2 separate regions of the Mus musculus genome follow, and region 2 is linked to region 1. Evidence: chromatin contacts called from public HiChIP or PLAC-seq data. All regions are on one chromosome and are shown on one strand. Each heading gives the region's core, a stretch centred on a gene start, on an enhancer-like site or on the middle of the called end of the contact. The rest is flanking DNA. Distances are from core to core; before and after follow the strand shown.

Region 1 (4,179 bases), core at 474-2,973:
AGGCAGAGGTAGGGACCCAGGCAGAGATGACAACCCTCTCTCCTATCCATGATGGCCAAATGGAAGGGAAGAGGATCCCCATATTTGTGGTTCCCACTGGCTGCCAGCAGAAAAAAGCCAGCTCCATTAGCATTTCCTGAACTGGAAGTAAGTGTCTCCTCTTCATCAGTCCCTTCTTAGTGCTCTCAGGATGCTGTGGGGTGGCAGGGACCACAGATGTTCCATCCTACAGATAAGGCCATTAAGGCCTAGAGAGTCAGGATGACCAAGGACACAGGCCACTAGGTGGAAAGCTGTGCCTTCCTCTCTTCAACCTGCCTCTCCCTATGAAGCTCTTCCACTCTCAGCCTTGAGGCCCTAAAGCCAGCTCTAGTAAGTGGAGCTTCCCAGGCTGCCTGTGTGCCCTGGAGGCACCAGTGTCCTTCCTCCAAAAGCAAAGTGGACAGGAGCCACTCCAGACGGTCCCGTGTCTCAGCAGCCCCCTGGAGAAATGGGGCCCCCTCCCCGCAGCTTACGATGGTGGGTTGGAAGTGAAAGCACCCAGGTCCCATGTGTTGACCTGCAGTGCCTGCACAGGTGCCCTGACACACTGACACGGTCATACATACACAGCTGCGCACTTGGCTAGTCCACACGCCCATCAATCCATCTCCAGAGGCCCCTAGGGAGGCTCTAGGATGAGCAGGGTTGAGAGCCAGAATCAAAGCTCCAAGCTCCGAGGCCTTCCCTGGACCCCCAGGGCACAAGCTAGGAATGGTGTGGGAGATCCATTACAGATCCTTGGCCCCCTTTTCCAGCAGAAAAAGCCAGGGACGACCAAGGTCTGCAGAAGCCTGCAAGAGCCTACAGTCCTTATCCCCCAGGCTGTCCCTGTCTGAAGCCCAGCCTGCCCCAGGGCTGGGCGACCTTGGGCGCCTGTGTTTCACTCCCTCATCAGTAAATGGCCCCCACTGGCCATGCCTGGGCAGCCACACCCCCAGCGTGGTCCCCCACCCCACCCCTTTCCCTGCAAAGCGTGTTATTAAACATAGGGTGGGGAAGGGGTCTGACAGAGATTGCTAGCCTCTGGTCGCCCCTCACTGCAAGGGCCCCTCCCTCTCTCTACAATGTCTCTTGGGGGGTGGGGGGAATCCGCCTCGCCCTTAAAAGCACAAGTAGAAATCATCAGCCTGCAGCCTGGAAAGGGAGGAGATCCGAGGGAGGATGTGATCGCCAGCGGCCTCAGGGACGGTGGGTGCCGCAGGTGCCCGCAGGGGGCTGGGCGGACAGTTCTGCGCTCGTTGCCGCCCCTCCTCCAGAGCTAGGGCGAGAAGGGGGGCGCGGACCAAGGGTCTGAGCGCTCCTGGCCCCGCCCCACCCCGGGAGACCCACAGCATCCCTTCCTCGCCCTGCACCCCGGCGGGGTGGGCCCCGCCCGCGCCCCGCGCGCCCCCCGCACTCACTGGCCTTCCCCGGCCGCGGCCTCTGCAGCAGCCTCTGCGCGGTCCCCACGTCCTCCGCCTTCACTGCCTGCACCAGCTCCTGCTCCTTCCCCATGGCGCCGCCGGGCCCGCAGCGACGCGGCGCTTGGTGCTCTCGGCGGCTCAGACGCAGCAGCGGCTCCGCGTCTGCGATCGCATCCTTTCCAGCCCGCGCTCCCTGCGCCGCCCGCCGCCCAGCGCCCTCCGTGGGTTCGGGCTCGGGCTCGGACTCGGGCTCGGGCTGGGGTTTCGGGCTCGAACTGGGGCTGGGGCTCCGACGCGGAGGGACGGATAGCGCGTCACGGGCGGGGGGCGGCCCAGGGGCGGGAGCCGGCGGCGGCGGCCGGCACCCGGTGGCGCGCCGCGTCTGAGCCGCCTCCCGGACGCCTGGGTCCGCTCCCGCGGCCGCTGACCTCCGTCAGCCCGCGCCGGCCGCGCGCCTGGCTCCGAGGCTCCGCCCCCGCGCCCGACGCCCCCTCCCCACGTTTGGGTGCGCGGGTCAGGCTAGGCCTCTGCGGACAGCGGGGAACCGAAGACGACAGCCAGGGACAGAGGACGGTGCGCAGGGGGGCTGGCCACCGAGCACCGGCACGGCGGCGACGCAAGCCTAAACCTAGGAGAGGTTTCTCGAGGCTGCGGGACCTGAGGGGGAGGGACTCGGAGGCAGTGGGCGGGCGGGAAGCCGGGCACAAGTGCCACCGGTGCCGGCCCTCCAGAGGCTGTCAGACATTTCTGGCCCGTGATTCCTGTGGGAGGTGTTGAGAGATTGCGAAGAGGAATCTCCCAATAATGAATTCGGTGTCAGGGAACCCGTACCCCTCCTCCCCCCAACTACACCTTCTTCCCAGGCAGCCTCTGGCTTCCCTCCACAACAATGCAGGATGACTGTTCTCCTTCGAGGACAGCCTGGAAGGGAGCTTGGCTTTGACACTCTCATCATCTACTTGGATATAACTGTCTATATCCACCAAGAAGTATCTTAACCTCCTGTCCTCAGCACCAATGAAGGCCCAGCCTCGTCCAGAACCATTCTAGTCTAGCCCAACCTAAGCAATCTCCTAGCACGGGTTCCCAGTCTGCATCTCTGCTTGACCAACACCTCACCTTTCTCCTGCCTGCCTGAAGGCTTGGGCTGCGCCAGGCCTCCTCTGTTGCCTGCAGCATTATGAACACACAGCAGCTGAGATCCTTGTCTTGAGTGAGGTTCTGCTCCCTCGGCTTCCTTATTACAAGCAGGAGCAGAGAGCATCACCCAACCCAACATTACAGTGGAGAGAATTCGGTGAGGGTTCACATATGCACAACCAATGTATTATCATGGAATTCTGATCATGATAAAGTCATGAGGCTCGAGGAATGAGCCTAGGTCTTCTGATATGTGGTAGGCTCTCAGAAGAGGTCTCTAAATGTAAAAATCCTTCCATTGGACCATTAGAGTGACTGATTCCTAGTTAGTCCCAGGGTCCGGTGTTGTGCTGGCCATTTGGGATAAAGCTGAGCTTACCGTCTCCATTTTACAGATTGGAAAACAACAGCCAAGGACTAGAAAATGCTTTGCATTCCTGTGTAGGTGCTACAGGCCCCCAGGTCTCCAGGTTATAGGTCTGGACTTAGAAGCTACATTGGTTCCTGTCTCTGGTCTTCCGGTCTTCCTTACACTAGTTGTATCACCCTGAACTGCTGCTCTTTCTGTCTTTCTGAATCTCTCTTTCTTTCTTTCTTTTTTTTTTTTTTTTTTTTTTTGGCTTTTGGCTTTTGTTTTTTTGAGACAGGGTTTTTCTGCATAGCCCTGGCTGTCCTGGAACTCACTCTGTAGACCAGGCTGGCCTCGAACTCAGAAATCCGCCTGCCTCTGCCTCCCAAGTGCGCGATTAAAGGCGTGCGCCACCACCGCCCTGGCTCTTTCTGAATCTCTTATCTACCCTCCCTGTCAAAGGTGGGTAAATAATGTGTCCCCTTCATCTATGCCAGGGTTCACTGTGAAGTTGTTCACGCAGTTAATCCAGGATATAGCAAGTGTCCAATGCACAGCTGCTGCAGATATTGTGATATTCTTGGCCCTTGCTGCAGGGGTTCCAACTGTATTCGATCCATCTTCACATGGTACCGTGCCAAGCACGCAGGAAGCACTACAGAAATAAGTAAATGTATAAAAAGAGAACTGCTATTATCATGGCTGCTATTGCTGTGCTTGGAGCTTGTAAGAGAAATCATCTTTGTGGGACCTGGGGCAAAAATGCAGAGAGAGGCCCACTCACCAAATGCTGATCCCAGAGTTGGAATTGTATTGATGACTGTTAAATCAAACATGTCCAGCCTCCCACCTTAACAAATACACATTCACCAAGACCTGAAAGGGCAAGCTTAAATTTAATATTCTTGGACTGCTTTGGGCTAATGACCTGGCCCTTGCCTGAAGTTGTTATATTTCTTTTTGTTTGTTTGTTTGTTTTTTTGAGACAGGTTTTCTCTGTGTAGCCCTGGCTGTCCTGGAACTCACTTTGTAGACCAGGCTGGCCTTGAACTCAGAAATTCGCCTGCCTCTGCCTCCCCAGTGCTGGGATTAAAGGCGTGAGCCACCACCGCCAGACTATACTTCTGTTTTCTGTCCAGCTTTAGGTCATGTATATCCCATAAACAGGCCCCCCTGAGTCAATCCTCGGGCTGGGTGTGGCATCCCACTGTGTGGTCCACCCAGGAAGAGGGATGTGCAGACAAG
Region 2 (4,199 bases), core at 345-2,844, 210 kb before region 1:
ACTTAGCTAAGTCTTGGCATTACCTTTAATAACTTTCTGGCTTTTTTTCAGAAATGTTGGAAGTCAGAAGACAGAAGCTGGAAAAGTGAGGAATTGTGAGCCCCTCTTACCACTCAGTTGACAGCCCCTGTCTACCCCTCCCAACCTTAGATGCTCTTCACTCTATCTAGCCACTGCCTCTCTCAGATGCACACAGAGGAGCCCCCAACTCTGGGTTCCTCCCTGTCTCTTTAAAAAAATCTGTTCTCAGTGGGGTAGCACATGCCTTTAATCCCAGCATTTGGGTGGCAGAGGCAGGTAGATTTCTGAGATCAAGGCCAGCCTGGTCTACAAAGAGAGTCCAGGACAGTCAAGACTGGTTACACTAAGAAACCCTGTCTTGAAATACACACACACACACACACACAAAATCCACTGTCCCAAATTGCCCAACATCTCTGTTTTTAGGGAAAAAAATGCCAGTTGCTACCATGGTCATAAGTAGGCCTTGCCGGACTCTGGATTCTGCCTCTATCTCCTCTACCTTCCCTAGACCCTGCCCCCAGCGTCACTGGTGTTTCTGTAAAATGTCAAGCATTTGAGCTGATTTCTTATCCCAAAGGCCTGTGCCTAAGGGTCTCCTCACCCCCTGCACAGCTTTCATCAGTTTTGTAAATATGATTCTGGTGTACTGGGTTTTCCGCATTTGCATCACTGGTTAAAGGCTAAAGAGGGAGGCTTGTTCCTTGTTCTGCTCAGTGGAGGAAACAGCACCTGGAGAGAGCAGCCACTCTACAAATATTTGCAGAAAGAGTAAATGAACACATGGAGGCAGCGGAAGGAATTCTTCCTGTGATGGCACAGGCGTTTAAGTCAAACACTTGAAGAGGTGGTGTGGTGGCAAAAAGATTCAAGAATTCAACATCATCTTCACTCAGCTACATACAGAGTTCAAAGTTAGTCCAAGTTACATGAGACCCTGTCTCCAAAAGAAAAAAAAAAAGGAAGAAATTCCTGAGGCTGCTATTAAAATAGGCATAATAATCTTTTATCCAAGCTAGAGGATGAGGACACGCCCTCTCTCAAGGTTGCGCAGTGGGGGACAGTTACTAGGGCACAGGTAGCCTCTGGCAATAAGTACTGTCTGGTCTCTGTGAGGCCACGCCCCGTCGCGCGTTGCTAAGGCACCGAGAAGCGTGTAGGTGGGCACGTCGTAAGGCAGGAAGACCCCAAATTTTGCCGCCCTTAGGTGTCTGAGCCAAGCGATGGGGGTGATGCGAGAAGCATCTCGGAACTCATCTCAGTCCAAGATCTCAGCACAGCCGCAGCGCGCCTTCCACGACACACTTCACATCTGCCGGAGGAAGCCTGAACCCCACCATGGACCACGCACGCCGGGCTCGCGGCGGGTCACCAGGCGCAAGAGTACCCGCAGAGCCGGAGCCGCAGCCGCCAGTGCCGCCTCGGCCTGGGCCTCCGGCGCCGCCTCCTCCCGCCCCGAGGCCTCCTACGCCTCCGCGACCCGGGCCGCCGCCTCGGCCCCCAGCCCCGCCCCGCCGCCAGGCCCCGCCTCCTGCCCCGGCCTGAGCCCAGCCCCGGGCTGCGGTTCCCGCTCCTGCCGCCGCGCGCCGGCGGTGGCGTGCACGCTCCTCCGAACTGTCGCCGGCACGCCCTCTTGGCCCCGCTGCCCGCACGCCAGCAAGATGGCGGCGCCCAGCGAGCCGGCGGGCTTCCCTCGCGGCAGTCGCTTCTCCTTCCTGCCGGGCGGCGCGCGCTCCGAGATGACCGACGACCTGGTGACTGACGCGCGGGGCCGCGGCGCAAGGCATAGAGACGACACCACCCCTGCCGCGGCCCCGGCGCCGCAAGGTTTGGAGCACGGGAAGCGACCGTGCCGGGCCTGCGTGGACTTCAAGTCGTGGATGCGGACCCAGCAGAAGGTGCAGATGCCCCGCTTGGCCGCCCGGTCCCGGTCCCCCACACACCTGGTTTCCAGGTTCCCGTTCGGCTACCGCACGGCCCAAACCCTCAGGGTTGGCTATGCCTAAACATGTTTACCCCTCACCCACACACACCGTTAGGCTCAAACTTTTGCGCTTTCAGCCACTGGCTAGTCAGATCGAGTTAGTAGGCTGTCAACTGAAAAAGGGAGCGTTCTTGTTTCCTTTATTATTATTATTATGATTATTATTAGTGATAATGGGAATTCGAACCGAAGGCCTCTGGCGTACAACGCAAGCAGTCTGCCACTGGGTTGGAATTTTATGGGCTTTCTGGTTGGGTAAGAGTGAATTGACCTTTAGTCGGCCTACTTCTGCAGCGGGACATCAAGTTTAGGGAGGACTGTCCACAGGATCGGGAAGAATTGGGTCGCCACACCTGGGCTTTCCTCCATACGCTGGCCGCCTATTACCCGGACAGGCCCACGCCAGAACAACAACAGGATATGGCCCAGTTCATACATATATTTTCCAAGTTTTACCCCTGCGAGGAATGTGCGGAAGACATAAGGAAGAGGTAAGTTGTGGCTATACCTCTTGTCAGTAAGGTCCCTAGAGCGGGCCTAGCTGATGCCGGGCGGTGGTGGCGCACGCCGTTAATCCCAGCACTTGGCAAGCAGTGGCAGGTGGTTTTCTGAGTTCGAGGCCAGCCTGCTCTACAGAGTGAGTTCCAGGACAGCCAGGGCTACACAGAGAAACCCTGTCTCAAAGAAACACAAAAAAAGGGGGGGGGGCATAGCTGATGTCATAGAGAGGGGCCTAGAACAGTAGATTCAGAAGTGACAGGTTCCTAGGAGAGGGGACACCAAAAGGGATGTTGGGGTTTGGGGGCCTTCTCCTTCCTCAAAAGCCCAGTCCTTATAGCTCTTCCTTATGGGGCTCAAGCCAATCTCTCAGCTTAGTTACCAGCTTTAAAAACTGGACTGAAGGGAGGCAGAGGCAGGCGGATTTCAGAGTTCGAGGCCAGCCTGGTCTACAAAGTGAGTTCCAGGATAGCCAGGGCTACACAGAGAAACCCTGTCTCGAAAAACCAAAAAAAAAAAAAAAAAAACTGGACTGAAGTAAACATCCCTCACTCTCAGTGGCCTAACCTAGGTTGCACTTGCTATTTGAAGCAGTTAGGAGTGAGGGGAGCTCTAGCTGCATTGTGCCCCTGGTGCTGAGAAACAGTCCTTTGTGCCAGGCCCTACCTAGAAACTCTAGATTCAGGCCCCCCCCATCCCCCTACAGGAAGATAGGTCATAGCAGTGCCCCAACTCCCGTCTCCAGACACTGGCAGAGACAGAGGGGCCGGGATCTCCTTACATCCTTCTGTGCTTCTCTCAAAGGATAGGCAGGAACCAGCCAGACACAAGCACTCGAGTATCCTTCAGCCAGTGGCTGTGCCGCCTGCACAATGAGGTGAATCGGAAGCTGGGCAAGCCTGATTTTGACTGCTCGAGAGTAGATGAGCGTTGGCGTGACGGCTGGAAGGACGGCTCCTGTGACTAGAAGATTACCAGCAGTTCGTGAGGGGCATCTAGCCTGGTTCTATGGGCAACAGCCTGATTGACGATTAAAGTGCATCTGAGCCAACACTTGTTTCTGTAGTTGATTTCTGGATGTATTCAAGAGTTTAGCGTACTGACTCTCTAATCTGTGCAACTTATCTGTGTAAGAGAGTTTCAGAGGCGCTGTCATCTGAATCTCACTAATTTTAGCTTCCTTAAGGCTGGATTCAAATTCTTCAATGGCTCGGTGAACATTTTTATGGTTTTCTAAATGGCTTTCAACACTTGGCAAATCTGAGCCCCATTCAGTGCGGTCCAGCTGCACCTGCATCTCATCAACCCAGTTCAAGAGATCTTGAACAAATTTCATATTGACTTCCTCTTCTGTCAAGTTCTGATCCAGCAAAGACGACTTGAGAAGGGGCTTTCGGATCTGCATTAGCTTCAGAGTCTGTAATGAATTTGGCTCTACCCCTAAACTGAAGTTTGGAGCTACAACTGAAGGGAACCCAGGTGCATACACCGGAGTAACTGATGGCGTCAGGCGGGAAGTCATCCCGGACGACAAGCCAGAAGTCACGCTAGAAGACGTCAAGGAAGGGGTTAAACTCTGGGTTAGCCCTGAGTTCAGGCTGGGGTGTAAGGTTTGTGCAAATCCTGAGTTTAAGCTTTGAACACTGCCTCTGGGAACCCTGCCACAGGATTAAGAAATGGAGGTGCCTACTACAGA

The links. HiChIP or PLAC-seq counts read pairs in DNA pulled down with a chosen protein or histone mark.
Region 2: an HNF4G HiChIP or PLAC-seq map of pancreatic cancer cells shows a contact between it and region 1. The contact joins the promoter of Gfer here to the promoter of Caskin1 in region 1. A contact is called at or near these places in 23 of 39 promoter capture datasets (the 3T3-L1 cell line, the C10 cell line, the HPC-7 cell line and 15 more), 1 of 15 datasets of contacts at CTCF or cohesin (large pre-B cells), 3 of 484 Hi-C or Micro-C datasets (bone marrow-derived macrophages, embryonic stem cells and myeloid progenitors), 17 of 115 datasets of contacts at active chromatin or transcription factors (the HPC-7 cell line, the SCID.adh cell line, VIP interneurons and 11 more) and 5 of 9 other capture datasets (adipose tissue, embryonic stem cells, liver and 2 more).

What each region holds. Positions count from the first base shown.
Region 1 is chr17:24,486,327-24,490,505 of GRCm38.p6, reverse strand. Caskin1 (CASK interacting protein 1) reads right to left here and starts at 1,723. Exons shown (of 20, transcript NM_027937.2): 1 at 1,443-1,723. The coding sequence starts at 1,536.
Region 2 is chr17:24,693,551-24,697,749 of GRCm38.p6, reverse strand. It overlaps Gfer (growth factor, augmenter of liver regeneration), which reads left to right and starts at 1,594. Exons shown (of 3, transcript NM_023040.3): 1 at 1,594-1,919; 2 at 2,300-2,496; 3 at 3,308-4,199. The coding sequence starts at 1,683. The coding sequence ends at 3,470. Noxo1 (NADPH oxidase organizer 1) reads right to left here and starts at 1,516. Exons shown (of 9, transcript NM_001357836.1): 1 at 754-1,516.